Linked DNA regions of Mus musculus: all the other regions are linked to region 2. The links are chromatin contacts, called in public HiChIP or PLAC-seq maps. All regions are on one chromosome and are shown on one strand. Each heading gives the region's core, a stretch centred on a gene start, on an enhancer-like site or on the middle of the called end of the contact. The rest is flanking DNA. Distances are from core to core; before and after follow the strand shown.

What was found. HiChIP or PLAC-seq counts read pairs in DNA pulled down with a chosen protein or histone mark.
Region 1: an H3K27ac HiChIP or PLAC-seq map of embryonic stem cells shows a contact between it and region 2, with 4 times the contacts expected there. The contact joins two enhancer-like sites. A contact is called at or near these places in 3 of 15 datasets of contacts at CTCF or cohesin (all in embryonic stem cells), 23 of 484 Hi-C or Micro-C datasets (8-cell embryo, the HPC-7 cell line, the MNK3 cell line and 6 more) and 13 of 115 datasets of contacts at active chromatin or transcription factors (embryonic stem cells, epiblast stem cells, stem cell-derived epiblast-like cells and 1 more).
Region 3: a contact with region 2 is called in an H3K27ac HiChIP or PLAC-seq map of embryonic stem cells, with 2.2 times the contacts expected there. The contact joins the promoter of Plekhg1 here to the enhancer-like site in region 2. A contact is called at or near these places in 3 of 39 promoter capture datasets (3T3-L1-derived adipocytes, cranial neural crest and frontonasal cranial neural crest), 2 of 484 Hi-C or Micro-C datasets (embryonic fibroblasts and nephron progenitors), 3 of 115 datasets of contacts at active chromatin or transcription factors (embryonic stem cells and neural progenitor cells) and 2 of 9 other capture datasets (adipose tissue and pancreatic islet).

The regions. Positions count from the first base shown.
Region 1 is chr10:3,938,722-3,943,067 of GRCm38.p6, forward strand. Plekhg1 (pleckstrin homology domain containing, family G (with RhoGef domain) member 1) reads left to right here. Exons shown (of 17, transcript NM_001159942.1): 9 at 1,448-1,630; 10 at 1,717-1,812; 11 at 1,913-2,005. Among named protein-coding and RNA genes, the nearest start is that of Mthfd1l, 32 kb to the right of the region's middle. Within about 2 kb of position 2,705, at least 99 of the 459 cell types and tissues checked have an H3K27ac peak or open chromatin away from gene starts, as enhancers often do. A contact at or near this core is called in embryonic stem cells, epiblast stem cells, epidermal suprabasal cells and 1 more, where this site is marked.
Region 2 is chr10:3,850,114-3,854,146 of GRCm38.p6, forward strand. The region is part of intron 2 of Plekhg1 (pleckstrin homology domain containing, family G (with RhoGef domain) member 1); the gene reads left to right. Among named protein-coding and RNA genes, the nearest start is that of Gm30164, 93 kb to the left of the region's middle. Within about 2 kb of position 2,783, at least 38 of the 459 cell types and tissues checked have an H3K27ac peak or open chromatin away from gene starts, as enhancers often do. A contact at or near this core is called in embryonic stem cells, epiblast stem cells, epidermal suprabasal cells and 1 more, where this site is marked.
Region 3 is chr10:3,738,732-3,742,904 of GRCm38.p6, forward strand. Plekhg1 (pleckstrin homology domain containing, family G (with RhoGef domain) member 1) reads left to right here and starts at 1,646. Exons shown (of 17, transcript NM_001159942.1): 1 at 1,646-1,809. The region is part of intron 1 of Gm30164 (a long non-coding RNA gene); the gene reads right to left.

The sequences.
Region 1 (4,346 bases), core at 1,455-3,954, 89 kb after region 2:
CAGATGCAGGCTCACACCTGTCCATAGTTCCAGTTCCAGGGGATCTGACACCATGTTAAGACTCCATGAACGCCAGACTCACACATGATATACATACACACGCCAAGGGAGGCAAGACATGCATACACAGAGAATAAAAATAAATCCTAAAGGAGAAAGCACGTGGTCCAGCAGCTCATTCCAAACTTGTTTGGGAGCCTACAAGTAGGACAGAAAGATGCAGAGGGAAGCCATAGCAGAGAGCTCCAGTCAGTGAAGGGTGCACCTTTCTCCTCAGAAGTCAGAAGAAAGTCTAGATTCACCTGCAAACAACCAGAGTTCGGTGTGATGTCACTGCCTCAAGAAACAGCAACATTCTATTTCCAGGTGTTTTTGATGTTGTTGTTCTCTTTGAAGCAGTAACAAAAAATCTTATTGTTCAAGTTTGGTTTTTTTACAAATATAATATCAGACATCTTTTCTATAGTCAAAAACGACCAAATGGCTCATTTTTCATGCTGTCTTGATCTGCGTGACATTCTGAAGATCCCACTAAATCAGACCCTGTCTCAAACTTTATTCATACCATGTCAATTTGTAGCCAACAAAAGTAGTTTTGTTTGTTTGATTTTCTGTTTGGTAGTAAGACGACTCACTTCTTGACCTTTTGGCTAAGGTCAAGTGTGATAGTAAGACGAACCCAGGGACTTGCACAAACTACACATGCCACTGCTGAGCTACACACCCAGCTTCCCAGTGAAGACATTGACCATCTTGTGGCTTTTCTTAAGTAGTACTTGTGAATATCTTCAGTTTTCAAAGTCATTTTAGGCAGCTTCCTTAAAATGTTGATGTGCAACAAATCCTATAGGGCTATCAGCCGTATCACTAATTTAAAATGTTGATGTGCAACAAATCCTAAAGGGCTATCAGCCGTATCACTAATTCGTATTCCCTAAGTCCCATGGAGAGCTCTCAAACAGTAGCAAAGGCCATGTCCTTTCTCAATAAATGAATTCAAAGTTGGGAGAAATCCTGAGAAAATGTCTGTGGTTTTACAAAGGCTTTAGTTTTCAGTTGTGTATGGTGTGGACTCAGTTTGTGAGAGAACATCCTGAAGTTGGACATTGGAGGTTTTATAATCCAAAAAGGAGAGGCTGAGACAGGTTAGAGGAGGAGCCCGTCTAAGATGGCGCTCCATGTTGACTGCCTCGTGAAGCCTTTGAAAGGTCGAGCTGCAGCCACTGCCGCTGGTGGCTATGACTCTGGACCATTCAGGGATGACAATAACCCCCTGGCAATTCAGCAACTAAAAATTCAGTTCCTTTTGGGTGATCCTCGACGGATAGCCTCACCCCATAAACACAGATATGCCAGCCCCCATCCTTGAGATCCAACAACAGGCCACTGAGTGTGCAATGCAGCTTGCCTGGTGTTTCCTTCTGAGAATTTTTTACTTTGTATCCAGGAGATCCAGAGCTTGCTAACCAACTGGGAGGGGCCTGACCTCACCAGCTATGGGGAGCTGGTGCTTGAAGGAACCTTCCGCATCCAGAAGGCCAAAAAGGAGAGGACTCTTTTTCTCCTGGACCAGCTGCTGCTCATCACAAAAAAGAGAGATGACACGTTTACATACAAGGCTCACATCCTGGTGGGTCTTCACGGGGTGGCATGCAAGGCCTGGGGGTGGCTCTTTGTGTCCCATGTGTGCCTGATGCACTGTGCTCTCTGCTGCAGTGTGGCAACCTCATGCTTGTAGAGGTCATACCAAAAGAACCGCTCAGCTTCAGTGTCTTCCACTACAAGAACCCCAAGCTTCAGCACACAGTTCAGGTAACAGGGCTACTCCGAGGTCCCCAAAGGGGAGAGGTGTGCTGGACCCAGCCGCCATCTCTGTTGCCTCACTTCTGACAATTTAAATCTCCCATTGCAGGCCAAATCCCAGCAAGACAAACGTCTCTGGGTTCTGCACCTGAAGAGATTAATTCTGGAGAACCACGCAGCAGCAGCAAAGATCCCAGCTAAGGTGAGAGAGAAACGTCAGCCAGCACACCATAATGTAGAAAGGACCCAGGCGGGGGTTTGGGGGGGACACATGGCGGTGTGGGGTCTGACGAGGAAATAAGGCCTAGCTTCACAATGGAGCCTGAAATCCCAGCACTGAGGAGGCTGAGTCAGGAGGCTGGCCAAGTCTGCAATAAGGCATTTCAGAGGTTATATTGACATATAGACAAAAGAGAGTCAGTGGCACCCACTAGAGATTTAGGGGTGGAGATACACACATATATATAAAATAAGGAAGCTTATAGAGAATAGAAACTAAACTACTGGGAATCACTGCCACCCCCCATTCCCTACCCCCATCCCCCTGTGTTGGGTCCCGTGGGAACAGTGGAAAACCAAGCCCAGTTTGGCGGGAAAGGAATTTACCAGCAGAGAGCCAGCTGCCCGCCTAACCCAGATCTGTTTGTCGGCCATGGGGAAACAATAGCGTTGAAAGCCAGGTGGCCCCGGGGAGGGGGGGTGGGGTGGGGGGGTGGCAAAAGGACAAAGTGTTCAGGTCTAGCCAGTAAGGGCAGGAAGGAAAATACCTCCTGCTTTCTTGAAGGGTGAGGAATGTCCTTCTGAAGTTGGGGAGGGGGAAGGGCGGAACTAGGCTGAGACAACAAAGTCACAAAAACACAAGTGACACCCTGTTTGCCAAACACAGCTGGTGTTGGGACAGGAGGACCAGGAAATGGGGCAGGAATGCGGCTGGGGAAGTAGTCTAGGGAGCAGAACACAAGGCGCAGATGCAAAGCAGGTCACCCAGGCAAAGGGAACAGAAGTCACCTCTGACATTGTGCTTGAGTTGCGGGAAGACCTCTGGGTTGGGAGTTAGCCAGACTGGCTCACAGAGGTGGCCTAACTGGTTAGATGGGAGTGGAGGAGCATCTGGCCGGTGAATGGAGGTGGAAATTCAGGTTCTGGCAGCCCAGGATTAGGAGAGGCAGTGACTGAGGCCCTAAGGCTTGACAGGGCTAAGGCCCACAAGAATGTATAAAGGAAACAAGGTTGCCCCTTGCTCTGAGGAGACTGGGAGGGGTAATGGGGGAAGGGGCTTGTAATGTGGGGAAGCAAGGGGGAGGGGGAGGGGCTTCGATCGAGATGTAAAGTGAATTTTAAAAAAATTATTAGGGAAAAAAAGAGGAGTCTTAGGAATCTCAGCAAGTCACCTGCTGGGGGAGGGGCACCTGGAAGACCAGAGAGAACAGCAGAAACCCAGTAAAGAGCAGGAAGGGACAGCTGGTGAGGAAGGAGGGGACAGAAGAACCTCCACCTTGAGAGGGCAAAACAGATGCAGAGTGTGGGTTCGACAACTGGGATTTTTGCAATGGGTTGAAAGAAATTAGAGAACAGACTGGTACCGACTGCCCCACCCCCAAAGTTCAAAAAGATGCAGTTTAGAGAAAACTCATCAAAGCAAAGCTCACTATCTGGGTGGAAAACACAATATAGGTTTCTGAGTTGTCTGGGGAGACTAAGAGGCAGGATGCAACAGGATGCAGAAGAGCAGTTTGTCAAGGGAGGTGGAAGGAATGGGGCCCGTAAGCACAGGGATGGTAGAGAGGAGCCTTGGAAAGAGTCTGGCGGGGAACTGAGGAGAATTAGGAAATCATAAAGGATCAGAGACACTACTGTGAGTGACGACACAGGAAGAGGGTTTGTCCTTGAAAATGGAGAGAGTCAGATTCGATGCAAAGGAAGACGATCCTGTCACTGGAGGTGACTCAGGTCCCATCTGGAAGACGCCAAAGACCTGACTGGGGCTGTGGGACTGCTGTGTGAATCAGTTTGATGGCGTCATAACAAACCACTTAACAACTGCCCTAAGGGAGCATGGCATACAGGAGTTCCTCTGCAGGGAGGGGACAGGTGGAGCTGGGGAACAGAGAACATTGCACACTCATGAGCCTGTAGCTGCAGTGACTATGATTCCAGGCTGAACAGGGGAAAGAGACTTGCAGAAGTCAGCTGGTTCAGTGGGAAACCTGAAATCTGAAGTTGAGGATGGTCCCTGGTACCCTACCTGAGAAGCAGGGCAACGCTGGTGTGTGCATGTTCTGGGATGGCTTTACCATGCTGCTGTGGAGTAGAGGAAACAGTTATTAGAGATGACGTAGCAAAAGTCTAAAAGGGTTGGGTGTGAATGGCCATCTGTGAGGATGGTGGGATGTCTGTGATGGGACCAGGAGGAGAGAAGTAGAACAGGAAGTGACATCAGGGTCATAGAGTGGTACTGATGGGGAAAATCAGAAGAAATTCTGGGAAAGGAAAGATTTGTCTTTGCCTTTGGTTGGTTGGTTGGCTGGTTGAGACAGGGTCTC
Region 2 (4,033 bases), core at 1,533-4,032:
AACCACTCAGTGGCTTACAACCATCCATACTAGGATCTGATGCCCTCTTCTGGCATGCAGGTGTACCTGCAGATAGAGCATGCATGATGCAAACATAAAGTCATTAGAAAAGGAGGGGGAGGAGAAGCTTAGATACTATGGTTTCTAAATCTGTGGTTTTATGAGATTTCTGTTTGCTAGTGTGTGTGTGTCTCTGCTGTATGTGTTTCCTGTGCCTTTTTTTGGCTATTTGGTTTTGTTTGTTTTGTACTCTTCCGGTTTGTTTATTTCTATCTCCTCCTCCTTCTAGTAGATTCTTGTTTGTCTTTTAATGAGAAGGAGCGAGAACCGATGTGGATTTGGATGATGGGAAGTAGGGGAGGATCTGGGTGGAGTAGGGAGAGAGAGAGAGACATAGTCAAGATATATTAATCACCTAAAGTTGCTATGCACTGAGCCCTTGTTAATTAAAAGCGATCCCTCCCATGCCTAAAGAAGTTGGGAAAGGAGTCAGCCTGCGAGCACAGAGCAGAGGCTGAGCACCTAGGAAGTACTCATAGTCAGCTGGCTGCAAAGGTGACTTTCCCTAAAACATTCTGAAACTTCAGAGACGGAAATTACGACGTTTACAGCTTCGTTTCGCCTGCTTCTGTGACTCGTCTTTAATACATACTAAGGGCTTGAAGAATTGGCTCAGCAGTGGTGAAGATTATCTCTTGTTCATGCAGAGGACTCAGATTCAATTCCCAGCACCCACCAGGTGGCTCACAACTATCTGCAACTCCAGTTCCAGGGGGATCTGACTTCCCCCGCCCACCTTGAGACTGGCAGGCCAATGGTCCTCTGGGATCTGGCTGTCTCTGCCTCCGGTGCTGAGATTATAGACCTGAGTAATGACTCCCAGTGCTTTTACAAGGTTCTGTGGATCCAACTCTGGTTCTTACTCTCACAAGGGAACCACTTTACCCACTGAGCCAGCTAACTCCTTGTGGGAATAGCAGTCCTGTTGGATTAGGGCCCCCACCCTTGTGATGTCATTTAATTTTAATTACTTCCTTGGGTGTTAGGGCTTTGGCAGCAATGATTCAGTCCATTGAGGGTTAGATCATACCTGGAAGAAAGGCTGGTGGGAGTGTGTGTGTGTATGTGTGTGTGTGTGTGTGTGTGTGTGTGTGTGTGTGTGTGTGTGCCATTGGCAATTGCATTCATCAAGCATTTGGTTCATGGTACCATTTACAATGACTGACGTAACAAAATGTCTAAATAGGTTAAAATCTAAATGTCTACAAGAGAATGGAATGCAAGGTCCATTTTGAAGGTACATCATCGGCGCGCTCATTTTTACAGATTATAAGTGGTTTAGCTCGTCTTCAGAGGCAACAAAATCAAAGTGATATTTATCCATGAGGAAGATATAAAAAAGCCACCAGCCTGTAACTTTTTCTTGGCCACTGGGTTTCCCCTAGGCACCTGAAAAGGGAGCATGTGCAGAAGGCCAGGCAACAGCCTGTGTTCCTGCACTCTGAGTGGAGCTACCAGTTATTCTACTTTTGCCTTACTGTGTAAGAAGAGGAGGTACCAGGGCTCCCCAGAGGAGATGAGCTGGAGCCAGGTGGACTCTTTATAAACCTCAGGATTGGGGAGGGAAAATTGGTGTGCAGTAAATAGTCTGAAGTCAGACCAGTTTGATCCACAAGCCCAGAGAAGCACCGGCTTAGATCTCTGCTCTTTTTTTTTCTTTCACATCAGCATTAGGGGAAAGTCGTAGGGTTTGTTTTTCTACCCCCCTCCTCTCCTCCCCCTGAGCTCCTGAGGGGAAGATATCACATATCAGAGAGGGCCCTATGTCTGAGAAGCCCCTCAGAGGCCTCAGTGTATTCGGATTTTTATCTTCAGAGTTCAGAAAGATATAAACACGGGTTGGGGACAGGACCAGACTTTTCTCCTTTCTAGGGAAAAAAACGCTAATGGTGGACTGGTGCCTCCAGACACCCTCTGAAGTGACTGGAGACCAGACTGACAAATGTTCCTCCAGGCCTCTCAGGCCTCCTTTCTCCTTGCAGCAAAGCCTAGTTGTGCAACCCTGTTTGTTTTGATGGGATTAAAATCTCCATTTCTAAGTCTCTACTCTGCCTATTGTTTTTCAAAAGGGACAAGAGACTAGTGAGACAGGAATATAATGTGTGCCGATTCTGGCATTTGCAACCAGTGGATCTTGGCTTATTTTTCAGAAGAGCAACAAAACCAAATTCCCCTGCCTGTTATACTCTCAACAATGTTGCTTCCTTCTCCTGATTCTCGCAGTCTCTTTCACTGTTATCAGACAAACTCCTTGGAAGCTTCATCCAACCCAGACTCCCACGTAGAATCTATTATATGCACCTAAAATAAAAACCAGAGTACCACCTTTAGATATTGACAGAATTCTCTTTCCAGGGGACATTTTAGCCAGGCCCTCTGTAAACCAGTCTGAACCAGCTGCAAAAGCAGCTGTAGAGCGGGAACAGCTACAGTTTTCTAGTCTCAAAGACACCTTATCACAGTGACTTTGTTCTATCTAGACTAATGGGAGGAGAGTACGGACTCCCTGGAGGTCTTTGAATCGACCACACTCTACCTTCTGAGAACAATAGTTCTGAATTGCAAGCTGCATCTAGCACAGCTCCAAGGATAGACCAGATTGGGGAGGCAAGGCCCTGAAAAGCTAGGACTGGGTGGAGTGGCCTCTTTGATGGTGACACTGCAGTCCCACTGCAAACTCGCCATGTTTATTATATGCAGTTGAACAGGGAGGCAGAGTTGGTTTGTATGGCTGAACAAGGAGGCGGAGTTATTGCATACAGATAAACAAGGAAGCAGGGTCATTATATACACTTGAACAAGGAAGCTGGTTTAGCTAATCTTCTTAGGAACAGTCTCTGTAGGAAACAGTTGTCGGAGTGTTACACACCAAGGAGGAGATGTGGACATTCTTTATACCCACTAACAACATTCACACCCCCACAAGGAGTGAAGGCTTGGCCATTCCCTGAACCTAGCCCAGGAAAGACTTCCCACTTTCCCATGAGTCTTAGGCACTGGGGTCCTTGATATGGCTCCGCCCATGTCACTAAGACACACACACTCAAGCATGCACACTCAAGCATACACTCATGCATACACTCAAGCATGCACACTGGCTCCGGGCTCCCTGCACTCCCTACATTTGTTTTGCTTTACTTTTGAAACAGAGCCGGGCTAGCCCAAGCTGGCCCCATGTCTCAGCTTTCTGGGGCTTATGAGCATAAAGTTTGCAGTTGTGTAGTTGATTCAACTTCATTTTTCATTTTTTAAGATTGATTTGGGGGAGTAGGGAAGGTATGCAGTGCATGCCACATGTCCAGAATAACATTGGATTCCCTGGATGTGGAGTTCCAGGTAGTTGTGAGCTGCCTGGTGTGAGTTCTGGGAGGTAGCCCCTGTCTTCTAGTAGAGCATCAAATGCTTTGGTTGGGATGTAGCCACACATTATGACAATACCCCTGTGCTGAAATGAGCCCTTTTTTGCTCATCTACTTGATAATTTGGGTTTCAGAATGCAACTTTGTAGACATTGGGATGATGTTAATGAGCAGCCAGAGCGTGACCTGAGAGGCAGACAAAGTAGACTGTCAGCTGATGCTGAAACCTGGGGAGGGAGTTTTACCCTTGCTGAGAGCTGAATTAGGAGTTCTGCTTCCTGCTGGGTAAGGAATCATGGGGATTACAGAGTCCAGCATGTCCCCGATTCATGCATCAGCCCAGGGTTACCCATGTTGGTGGGACCACTTTTAAGAGGCTAAATTGTCTTAAAGCCTGAAGGAAGTCGGTCTGTGGAACTATCAAGTAGGTCATGATGCCATTGCATCACCTGGAGTTGTGGAATCTTTGATTCATACCTTTGGAAATGTGTTTTTGAAGGCAAGAAACTGTTGCAGGAGATATTTTAAAAGGCATTTTCCTGAGCTAATGCCAGCTCCTCTCTGGCCCCAGCAACCTCACTGCCTCCATGGCTAGCCTCATGTACTGAACTGCC
Region 3 (4,173 bases), core at 396-2,895, 110 kb before region 2:
CAATAAGTAAAGTAGGGATCACTGAAACACAAGCACTGTGATACCACGGCAATTGATCTGAAGAGTGAGACAGCTACTAGTGAGTTGTAGTGTATACAGTATATTTGTGCTGGCTTGTTTTATATCAATTTAACATAAGCTAGAGTCATAGGAGAGGAGGGAGTCTCAACTGAGAAAATGCCTCCACAGGATACAGCTTTAGGCAAGCCTGTAGGGCATTTTCTTCATTAGTGATCCATGCAGGAGGGCCTAGCCCATCATGGGAGGGTCACTCCTGGCCTGGTGGTCCTGGGTGCTGTAAGAAAGCAGATTGAGCAAGCTAGTAAGCAGTCCTCCATGGCCTCTGCATTAGCAGGTGACTCCAGGTTTCTGCCCCGCTTGAGTTCCTGCCTTGACTTCCTCCAATGTTGAATAGTGATGTGGACGTGAAAGCCAAGGGTTTCCCTGCCCTCTTGGCTTTTAGTTATGGTGTTTCATCACAGCAGTAGTAACTATATGTTGGACAAAAGAATGACTTGCATACCAGGGGGAAGCAGGCAGGACGGCCAGAGTTCATTATGCTACTCAGAATGTGGACACATTGAAAGGTGAATTGTTTGTTTATTAAAAAAGCAAAACAAGCAAAAAACAAAAAACCCTCTCACCCAGTACCATAAAACTTTATAATATGTGGTGTACTACAGGGAGATGAAGTTCTTAGAATCAAGCAGAGTGCGTGGCTGTGTCTTACTACGCCTGGTGAAACACAGGCATATCTGACACACCTGTTTGAAAGGTGCCAAGTGCTACCAAGAATGTCACCAAAAAGGCACCTGTGATAGAGGTCCTATTTTTTATTGTCCTACCTTATGGGTGCCTTTAAACATCTGGCTGTCGCAAAGGTCTCTGCCTCCTTTTCCACTTTTGCTTTCTCTAATCAAAGGTCATCCAGTATGTTCACTGGGGTGGTGGGGGTGCTGATGCCTGAACCCAGTAAGCACCCTTCTCCCATTTCCTAGTGTTGTGACATCATAAGCTACAGTGTGAAATTCGAGTTTGGATGCAAAGAAACGGTGTTGGATCCGATTTCAGAACACTCTGGGAAGTGGCCATGTCCAAGGCTTAGCTGTACCCCAACAGCCCAGAGAAGAGAAGAAAAAAGAAAGCGATGTGGCTGTTAACACAGTAGCAGGGAGTTTTTTTTTTTTTTTAAAGAAGAGAGAAGAGAGAAAAGAAAAACAAAAAGAAAAAGAGGGAAAGGAAAACGGAAAGAGAAGAAAAGGAGAAAAGAGAAGAAAAGGAAAGAGAAGAGAAGAGAAGAGAAGAGAAGAGAAGAGAAGAGAAAAAAGAAGAGAAGAGAAGAGAAGAGAAGAGAAGAGAAGAGAAGAGAAAAGAAAAGAAAAGAAAAGAAAAGAAAAGAAAAGAAAAGAAAAGAAAAAAGAAAAGAGACAAAAACTTTCCCCCCAGAGGCTGTAATTTGACTGCTGTCTTTGGCAAAGCTCCAGAGAGCAAGCTTAATCTCTTTCTGAGCTGCCTCCTCCTCTCTGCCTCTTTCCTCCCGCAGGGCCCCGTGGAGGCGGGCGGGGACCGCAACCCGCTGCAGCGGACCGAGGAGCGGGGCGGGGCGGGACACGCCGGGAGCAGAGTGGGAAAGAGGAAGTGGAGCCAGGCGAGCTGCAGGGCTCGGGGCCGCCGGAGCCGGCGCTGGAGCGCAGCGCACCGCGGAGCCAGCGCTCGGGAGCCGCCCCTCTCCCGTAAGCTCCGCCGAGACTATTCCAGGGACCAGACAAGGGAAGCCGGGGACCTCGGCCACGCGCCCCGAATCTGCAGGTGGGAAGAGCGGGATCGCAGTGCCTGGCCCTGGGCGGGGGGGGGGGGGGGGGGGGGGGGGGGGGGCGGGGCGGGGGGTGTCTCTGAGCGCTGCTCCTGGGAGGGGACTGATGGGGTCGTTGGCAGTCGACTGATGGGGTCGACTCAGGCAGGACCTGCTAGCCCGGCGCTCCCGCCCCTTGCTGCAGCCACCCGGGTTGCAGTTTGCAGCTCCGCGAAGTTTGCTCAAGCGCGCCGTGTGCCACCCGCGCCCCCAAGTCAAGCGGAACTATCCCCAAATAGGACAGTCTGGACAACACCCCAACAGCGGTGCGGGCGCGATGGCGGGGAGTGCTGTGTGCTCCAGCTAGGAGCAGTCCTGCGTGGGGCAGAAACTCGCGTGGGCGCCCCCAAATCAGCAAGTCAGCGCTTTATAGGAGTGACCCGGGAGTCTAGAAGCTGTGCCCCATCCGTCACCCGGACACACGGTAATACCTAGCTGGCTACGACTGTGTGGACTGTTGGCCAGAGGAAAAGGTTGTTGGGGGGCGGGCAGCAGGCCCCGGGGTGACTGCTAGAGCAGACCCCCTCTTTGTGTCCCCCATGGAGTCTCAGAGCTCTACAGTCCAGGACGCCCAGTGAGGAGAGGGTGGTTGGCTTCCTCAGTTTCACAATGTTCCTGAGAAACAATGATGTAGCTGATTGCTTGGATGTGTTGTATGAAGTTGGTATGTGTAAAGCTGACTGTGTGTGCAACCCTGGAATTTCATTAAGCTCTGGCGGCTCTTGGCGCTCTCTTTGTACCACCTTCAGGTGGCCAGAGCTTACTGCACCTATTTTGACAGCGATTTTATCTTCTCAGGAAACCCAGTCACCTCGGGAGGGTTGTTTTGGGGATTAGGGGCACTCTGGATACAAACTGAATACACATTGGATACAAAACCAGTAGGATGCCTTAAGTCTGGGTCAGATTTAACGTTTAATTGAATTCCAGGCTTAGATTGCGTTAAAACCTGTGGTCAGCCTGTTTGAATTCTCAGTTTCTGGAGTTCGCATACTTTCAAAGAATAGATGAGTTTTGGTTTTTGTTGTTGTTGTTAAACTGATGTTTTTTTTGTTTTTTTTTTTTGTTTTGTTTTGTTTTTAAAGTGTATCCAAGTCTATCGTGTCAGAGATCTAAAACCTCTCAACTTTAGCCTTACACTGTGTGGGACGTGAGGAAAAGCAATCCTGGTAGCTTGTACTTCCTCACTGTTAAAGCAGTGTATATGAACCACATAGTTTTAATTGGTTTTACCCCTTTCAGTCCAGGGTATTTATTTATTCTACAGTAGTTAACACTTCTATACAAAAGTGATGGGCTAGTGTTTGACCCTTTAACATCTTTGAGTCTGGCTTCCTGATTCCTGACTTAGCTTTTTGTCTCTTGGAATTGCACCCCGTCTAAGCCGTTAAAACCGACCAGGAAGAAACTTTCTTTTCCAGAGTTCACTGACCTCCCTGGCTTCCTCCGCAAGTGGGACCCCACCAGTAATCCTTGTGTGACCTTCCTTCCATTTCCCTTGCATGACAGATTCCCCCCAAAGCCTTTTGCAAAGGGATAAAACAGAGAGAGAACGGGAACAGCTGTTTGGTAGTCAAACTGGTGCCCAAATCTGCCTTTCTTTGATAAAATTTGTCTGCGCCTGTCCTTCCCCTGTGATTCCACTTTCCTCAATGCCTTTAGTATAGATGATTGTTAATATATATTAATATATTCTATATAACATAAATACTATAGTATATAAAATATAAATCTATACTATAATGTAAATATAATATAAAATACATGTAAATATATTGGTATATTGTATAAATATATTAAATACAAAAATATGTTATAATATATAATAACAAAATATGTGTAATATATTATATAATATATACATATATTCATTTATACATATATACCTTTTAAACTTTCCATGGGAGATTACAGCTATCATTCAAATGGGTTAAACAGTCACACTGTAACCCATAGAAATTGCCACTCTCATTTTTTCAAAACCAAAGACAACCAGTAGTATTTTACTCTGCTCACTTGTGGTTATGATTTCTTTTTGTGATTTAATTCAACTTTACTAATTTGTATTCTGACTTGAAAAAAAGATGGAAAAATAACTGAGTAGCTGCAGTCTTTGGAGCCTTTAGTAAACTAACAACAGTATCTGATCTATAGCCTGGGTGCTGCAATCCTCTTTGTGTGGCGCTTTCTTCTTTTTACTGCTGGTAGTAGGGTCTTTGAAACAATTGTCACCTTGTAATCCTGCTGCAGACATGATTAGATCTCCAGGCTCTTCAAACTTGGTTGGCTCTTGGATGATGTGGGCCAGCCTCTGAGTCTTG